2 separate regions of the Sus scrofa genome follow, and region 2 is linked to region 1. Evidence: chromatin contacts called from public HiChIP or PLAC-seq data. All regions are on one chromosome and are shown on one strand. Each heading gives the region's core, a stretch centred on a gene start, on an enhancer-like site or on the middle of the called end of the contact. The rest is flanking DNA. Distances are from core to core; before and after follow the strand shown.

Region 1 (3,783 bases), core at 1,008-3,507:
GCAGCCCAAATAAATAAACAAATAAATAAATTTTGGTGTGTTATATATTTCCCAGGTTTAGTCTTACACATCATGAAGCTATCATGAAGCTATCTCCTTGATATAATGTAAAAAACATGTTTTTGGAGGACCACTCAGCAGAGTTTAAATATCCACTCTACCCCTTGTTATTTAACCTCTCTAAAACCTACTGGGAAAGTTAAAATGAGATCTTGTAGGTAAATCACCCACATAAATAGGAGTTCCCTAAGAGCTATTATTTGAGGGGGAGGGGCTTCTTTGAACAAAGTTTTTAAAAAGCACTTTGCATTTCCAAAAGGTTTAAAACAGTACTCTTTTTCTAGTCAGAAAACACTAGTGATCATTCTTCAGGACAATTCTCTCCCAAAAATGTATCCATTGTCTAAAATCTTTGATAAAATAAATAAAAAAGATACATCCTATGCCTTGCATTTTTGAATGACCTCTTGAAACCACTTCATCTGTTTAATTTGGTTAGGAAGTACTGTACTAAGCTTCCTGAAATATCCAGCCATTAAGCCTGAAAGATTCTAACAGAAATTCCCCAGAGAAAAACAAAGGCATATGTTGGCAGTATTAATACATAAGCTAAAAACCACCCATTTCTCTTTCCACTAGATTCCAACAGGAAGGCAATCAGATGATAATTTTTATCTCTTTTCACTTCTACAATGTGAATTTCTCTTTTGAGTTACTCTTTATGACTGACTCCTGTGGAACCCAACGGCTCCATTCAGAACCTTCCCCAAAAAAGCTCCCAGATCTAAAGAAAAACAAATTTCTGATCGCTAAAATAGTAACAAGGAGACAAACCTTGGATCTTTTTTTTTAACGGTTTTACATCTTAACCACAAAATCAGTATATCAGAAAACACTCAGACCCTCAAAGCCCAAAAACCTTCCAAAAGAATCTTACTTATTTTTCACTTTTTGCTACCCATTTAACAAGTCTTAGGAAACAACCCGCTCCCTCTTCAGAGACCCAACCAAACCTGCTATACTAAAGCATTCAAGGCCCCCAAATCTCAAACTGTTTTGTCAAACGGAAATACTCAACCACAGAGATGTGCTATACTAACATTAGCCATGTCACTAAAGTGACAAACCATTCCGAGCCTCATCCCCCAGGGAGGGTAAGAAGTAACCAGCGCGCGACCAGAACCCCGAGGTTTATCATTAACGCATCAGCCCAAGCACAAGGTTAGCGAATGCACCTCCACTGACGGACACCAACGCGGGGCCGACGCAGAGACCAAAGAGGCGGGAGGGGAGCTGCTGGGGGCGCCGGGAAGGCCCGGGAAGACGCGGCTGCACCGCCCGGGCCCCGCCCCCGGCCCCGCCCCCTACCACCCCAGCTCCGCGGCAACGCTGCAGTCCCCGCGCGGTAGCAGCGGGAGCCCGGGACCCCTTCCCCTCGCCGCGCGGCCCCCAGCACGTACCTGCTTTGCAAACCGGGGCGCTAGGGCTCCTCCTCTCCGGGGAGCTTCGGCTCTGCTCCGGGGACCTCCTCCGGTGCCGAACGCGGGCTGGGGGTGGGGCCGCGCTCACCTCGCCTGTCCACAGGTGGGTGGGCGACGAGCAAGGAGACGACACGGTGCCCAGCAGCGGCGGCGGGGGCTGCGGTCGTGGGGGGCTCCCGCGAGCCCCGGGCGCGGCGCCGCGCGTGGGGCTGGTGCCTCTCGTGGACGTCGCGGACGCGCCCGTCTGCGTGGCCACCGTGGGGCTGGTGCGCGCGGCCGCACTCCCACCGCCCCGCGTGGGGCTTGTGCTGCGCGAGGCGGTGCGCGGGGCCCCGCCGCCGGAGCTGCCGCCGCCGCCCGAGGGGCCTGAGGCGCCACCACAGCAGCCGCCGTTGTTGTTGCCGCCGCCGCCGCCGCCGTTGCTCCTCGTGGGGCTGCCATGTTGCTGCTGCTGCTGCTTCAGCTGGAACGGAACCGTCGCCCTCATGGGCTGCAGGCGGCTCCCAGATCCCCCGGCCGTGGTGACCGCACCGCCCCCAAGGGAGCCGGCCGGCGTGGGGGACCCATTGCGCCTCACCCGCTGGGACATAGTCCCCCCCCTCCCCGGTGACTGGGCGAGACGTGGGGTTTTGTTGTTGTTGGGTTGCGGGGGAAGGATTCTCGAAGCCGGAGGGAAGGCCCCCGCGATGGGGTGACGAAACCGGAATCCGGGGTGCGGGAGGTGCCCAGGCCACGGCCAGCAGCAAAGAGATGGTGCAGCCGCCACCGCCGCTGCTCCTCCTCATCAACAATAGTGTCTCCGCCGCTTCCCCCGCCCCCCGCGAGCGCCCATTGGTGTAGCGTCAGCCGCGCTCGAGCCGCTCCACCGCACCCATTGGCTGCGAGCAGCTCGGGTCCCGGGCCCCCGGGGCCTTAGAGAGCCTGGGTTTGCTCGGAGACCGTCTGCTCTTTAAAGAGAAAGAGACCCGCCCCCCCCGGGGGGGGCGGGGGTGGAGGGGGAGCGGAGGAAACAGGCTGTGTGTATGTGTAGAGTGCGCGCGCGCGTGTGCGTGTGTGTGTGTGTGTACACGTGAGTGTACACGCGTACGCGCGCGCCTGGCCACGCGCGTCTTTCACTTTATACTGTGTGGAACCCTGGGGACTCAGATTCTGGAATATTGCCAAAGGGAATGCCCTGAACCAGAGCGATCCCCAGGGATATCTGAAGTCTTTCCCCCAAAACTCATTTCCTTACCTCAGTATTAACTGGCACAGTCCTTGTGCGTGCGTCTCTTTCTGGCTTTTTTTTTCTTGATCTTTTTGTTCTGTCCTAATTCCGCCTATGTTTGGACAGGACTCAAAGGAAAAGAAATTTAATAAGTCTTACTGGCATTTTTACACATCTCCTTTTTTTTTTTTTTTTTTTTTCCCCCAGTCTCTAGAAAGAACCAAATCTCAGAAAGGTTAAAATTGCTGGTTAAAAAGCGGTTTTAGATTGTATATATGAAGTCCAGTTTCCAAATACTGTTGCTACATTTCTGGCATCGCGAGTAATCAAGAATTGATTTTAATCAGCTACCTCACACTTCCCTGATAACCTTGGAAAGATGTCTGCTGCCTTACAAGTCTGTTAAGTGTCAGAGTTTTCAAAGGGTTTTGTTTCTATCCTCACAGTCATTATTTGAGACACAACTGGATGAGCCATTCATATTGATGTGTAGTGGAGGAAATAGGTCTTTGTAGTATGGGCAAGAACTCAGTAAGACCAGTTTTAAAATAACCTTAGAGGCTCCTCATCAAGACAAAAAAAAAATGGTAGTCCCATACTCCACATACTCACCTCTCAGGCTAAAAATTGCCTGTCCATGACCTCTTTTCCCTTTAATAATTTATTCCTTTTTTTTTTTTTTTTTTTTTTTTTTTTTTGTCTTTTCAGGGCCACACCCGAGGCATATGGAGGTTCCCAGGCTAGGGGTATAATTGGAGCTGCAGCCACCAGCCTACACCACAGCCACAACACCACCAAATCCAAGCCGCGTCTGCGAACTACACCACAGCTCACAGCAATGCAGGATCCTTAACCCACTGACCGAGGCCAGGGATTGAACCCGCAACCTCATGGTTCCTAGTCGGATTCGTTAACCACTGAGCCACAACAGGAACTCCCTAATACTTTATTCTTTATACATTCTACACAGATTTCATCTTGTGAAAATATGGGAGTGGAGAGCCCAGTGTGTTCCACTCCAGACCTGAAATTCTCCTGGGTGCTGTGCACTGTGGCAGGAAAGCCTTTGAAGACCTAGAGAAAAGATTTGTATCC
Region 2 (3,638 bases), core at 224-2,723, 1.1 Mb before region 1:
TTTCCTCAGAAGAGAGGACAATATGGCAGCTGTCATTGCCAAGCTTAATCCAGCAGCCCCTGTTGGCTAGACAACTGTCTTCTTCCCCAACCTTTACCTCTGTCTATCAGAGGTGCCCTCTGGGCATCCTTTGCACTATTATAAAGCTATTGCAGTACTTAGTCAAGTTCTTCCCTGTATTAACACTTTTCTGTACATTAATCATTATAACCTGCCCATTTGTTGACTCTAAGCCTAAACAAGACCAAGTTTCCTACTGTCTCCCTAGACAAGTTCCCAATTATCACCCCTAAATCTGGTCACACTGAATTTTCCAATATCTACCTTACCATGGGAGAATCCCAGTTACATGTTGAGATAAAGTTTCTAAAGGGAAATTTAATTATTTCTAAGGCTATTTAAACTTTACACATTAAAACATGTAAAATAAGAAAATGTATAGGAATATTTCTTATCCAGTAAAAATTAAATCAGCAAACATATTTTGAGCTCCTACATTATACAAATTGTATGGTTTCTTAACCAAGAAAGTCTGAAGAAAGAGAAGATCAAAATTCAGTAGAAATGCTCATCATTTTATACCATGTAACAAACCTGGCATCAACCACTAAAGAGATTTATTTCATCTGAAAACTGGGAAATCTGTACCTAAAGTCCAAAGATGGGGAGGCAGCAATCAAGCATCTTATGCCAAACTGATCTATGATTCTTTGTTTCATTATTTTTTTCTTTCGTCCTTCCTTTTTTTTCTGTTTTATAATTTTAAACTGCTTTCACTTTTTGAAATAATTAGCTAATTAGTTTGTAGAGGTGATTAAAAGCAACTTAAAACCTTGAATTGAGTAAAGAAAGGAATTTTAAAGCAGGCTAATTCATTTATAAAAGTGAATTAGAGGACCTTAAAACCTAGAATTGGGTAGGAAAGAAACTTCCCACAATTTGCTTAAAGCAATTTTCTTTATAACATTAACTCTTAAACTAACCCTGATTCCAAGCCCAAATGTATTCAGGACCCTGGGTATCTTTTCTCTCTTAAATCACTTAATTTGACAGGACTTTCTTTTCTGTCTTATAGAAGTGTCTGAAAATGCTCATGTCTCCCAAACCAATTCAAATGCATTCGTTAAGCATAAGCGCCTGCTCCATGCCTGGCAAAATGCTATGAGCTGCCTTTCTACTGATTTGCTGCTGCCAGCTGTCCCGTGCCTGCCTCAGAATACAGAGCTGTCCAAGTCAGGAGACTGGAGTCTTAACTTTAGCTTCTGGCTTTGCTATAAATCACTGCCCTTGACTGCTAAAAGAAATGAAACCCGGGTGGGAGAAACACCTCCTCCACCTTCATGCTCCAAAAGTCTCACTCACCTTTGGAGAAGACAGGGATGAAGAGAAGAGAAAACAGAGCTGTACAGGGCCAGGTCCTAGAAGTAAGCTCCAGCCAAGCCCCATGGCTCCGGAATCCAAAGCAAGCCATGGCTTTATGGGAGCGGTGTTCAGGTCTTCAGGAAGCAGAGTGAAAACTTTCAGGATCCTGAAGCTTTGAAATGTGTTTGAACCCACACAGAATCAAGGACTTTATATAGCTGGCTTTGATCCCAGGTATGTACTACACATGTGCACACACAGAAGGCACCTGAATAGAAAGCCTTTTTGTTTTGGTTTTACGAGAAAGGAAGCCGTGGGTTTAGCTGTTACGTCGAAAAGATAACCTCAAACACTCAAAGTAAAACTGAACAAAACAAGCCAATCCATGGATGGAAAATGCACTCAACTTGAAACTGAAGCTTCTTGTTCACTTTGAGGATAAGTGGAGACTTGGAGAATTTCCTGGAGTGCAGTAGTCCACCTAAGTCCTGGTCTTATCCAATTGTTTAGACAGCTTTTACGACTCAATTTATTTCATTGACACCCCCAAAGCTCCTGGCTCTCTGAGTCCTTGGGCTAAAGACACAATTAATCTGGATATCATTAATTAAAACTCTACATTTCACATGTGAGACACCATCCCTCACATGCTTTGCAAATAAGAGTTTATTCTCCTAGCTCCATTTAGCATTTTGTTAAGAGAAAACACCAAAATCACAAGAAATAAATTAATCTACCTCTGGTTTTGCAGATTATGAAAGAATGCTGGTGTTTCTTGAAAGCCTTAATTCAACAAGGACAAAATAGATTTGGAGGACTCAAACCAGAAAAAGTCAACCAGAATGATCCAAGAGATTCAAACCTTCTGTAAGAGGATAGACTTTTTTTTCCAATGGAAACTTTTCAAGCAAAAAAACCTCAAGAACCAAGGTTACATATGACTGAAGTTCTTAAATTTATGAAAGTTGTAGATTGAATAAATATTCATCCTAAAAGAAAATACTAAGCATTGGGGACTCCCCTACTTAAAAGTGGGGAGTTTTCATGTATTTCAATAATGAAAGAAACAATTATTGAGAGCCTATAATATTCCAGAAATTGTGTGCACATAGGAGTGAATGACAAGACAAAAACAGCCAATGCCTTCAAGGATTTCTAGAAGACTGACCTGAAGACAGACAGTATGGTGTTTGCCTACTGCAACCTGTCATGCTTTCCACGTCCAGCCTCCTCAGAGTAGCAGAGGAGGCTCTGTAGAATATGGACCTAATGCCTCTCTTCTTAGCCTATCTTCCAACATTCCCTCAATGACTCCCCTTCCTCTGCTTGTCATTTCTCCAACACACCTCTTTCAGGTTTCATCATCTATCATCAAGAATACTGTTCCTGCTGCCTTCTTCCTCCCCTTATCTTGTCTTATCCTCCTTCTCACCCTCCAGGAGTTAGCTGAGGTGTCAGCTCTTCCAGGAAGCCTGACCTGCCTCTTTTCTATACTCCTCAAGCTCCTTACATAAGCTGTCAAAGCCCAGCCGAAATGCCAGCAACTTAATGGACACTTACTAAGGGGAAGATACCAGTCTGAGCACTGTAGATACAAAAGTGAAAAATGTATTCTCCTACCCTGGAGAGTAACCCACAGCAGTCACAGGGCAGACAGCTAACCTCAGGATCATGATGTTGTGGATAAATGCTGGAAATGAAGTATCGCCCAAGCCATAGAGGAGCACAAGTCATTGGTTCAGCCTGTGGAAGTCAGAAAGGGCTTCTCAGAGGAAGTAAAGCCTGAACTTATTATTAAGGACAAGGGCAAGAGGTTGGTAGTCAGGCAAAAAGAACAGCATGTGCCAAGGCTGGAAAGGGCATAAAGCATTCATTGCAGCCAGAGAGCAAGCCTAGAATGGGGATTGCCAGTAGCTAGAAGCTGAGGTTCTTAGCTATGAAGGTCAGTGCATCAAAGGAAGCAAAGAGGCATGATTTGGAACCATTTTAGGGAAATCCCCCCTCACACAGGAGAAGGGGTAGGGAGGATGAGTACAAGGAGGAATAAGATTTAACCAGGAAAACCAAGAGGGAGACTATTGCAATACCCTTGGTAACCCGGAATTGGCAAACTTTTTTTGTAAAGGGTCAGACCTTTGGAGACCATAGAGAGTGGTCTCTGTTGCCACTACTCAACTCTACTCTTACAGGGTGAAAGCAACCACAAAATACATAAATGAATGGACATGGGCTGTGTTCCAATAAAACTTTATCTATAATGTCATACATATCTCAAT

The links. HiChIP or PLAC-seq counts read pairs in DNA pulled down with a chosen protein or histone mark.
Region 2: a contact with region 1 is called in an H3K27ac HiChIP or PLAC-seq map of skeletal muscle, with 5 times the contacts expected there. The contact joins the promoter of CTLA4 here to the promoter of FAM117B in region 1. A contact is called at or near these places in 1 of 5 promoter capture datasets (fetal liver) and 1 of 2 datasets of contacts at active chromatin or transcription factors (skeletal muscle).

The regions. Positions count from the first base shown.
Region 1 is chr15:106,181,691-106,185,473 of Sscrofa11.1, reverse strand. It overlaps FAM117B (protein FAM117B), which reads right to left and starts at 2,257. Exons shown (of 8, transcript XM_003133590.5): 1 at 1,461-2,257. The coding sequence starts at 2,070.
Region 2 is chr15:107,280,916-107,284,553 of Sscrofa11.1, reverse strand. It overlaps CTLA4 (cytotoxic T-lymphocyte associated protein 4), which reads right to left and starts at 1,473. Exons shown (of 4, transcript NM_214149.1): 1 at 1,363-1,473. The coding sequence starts at 1,471.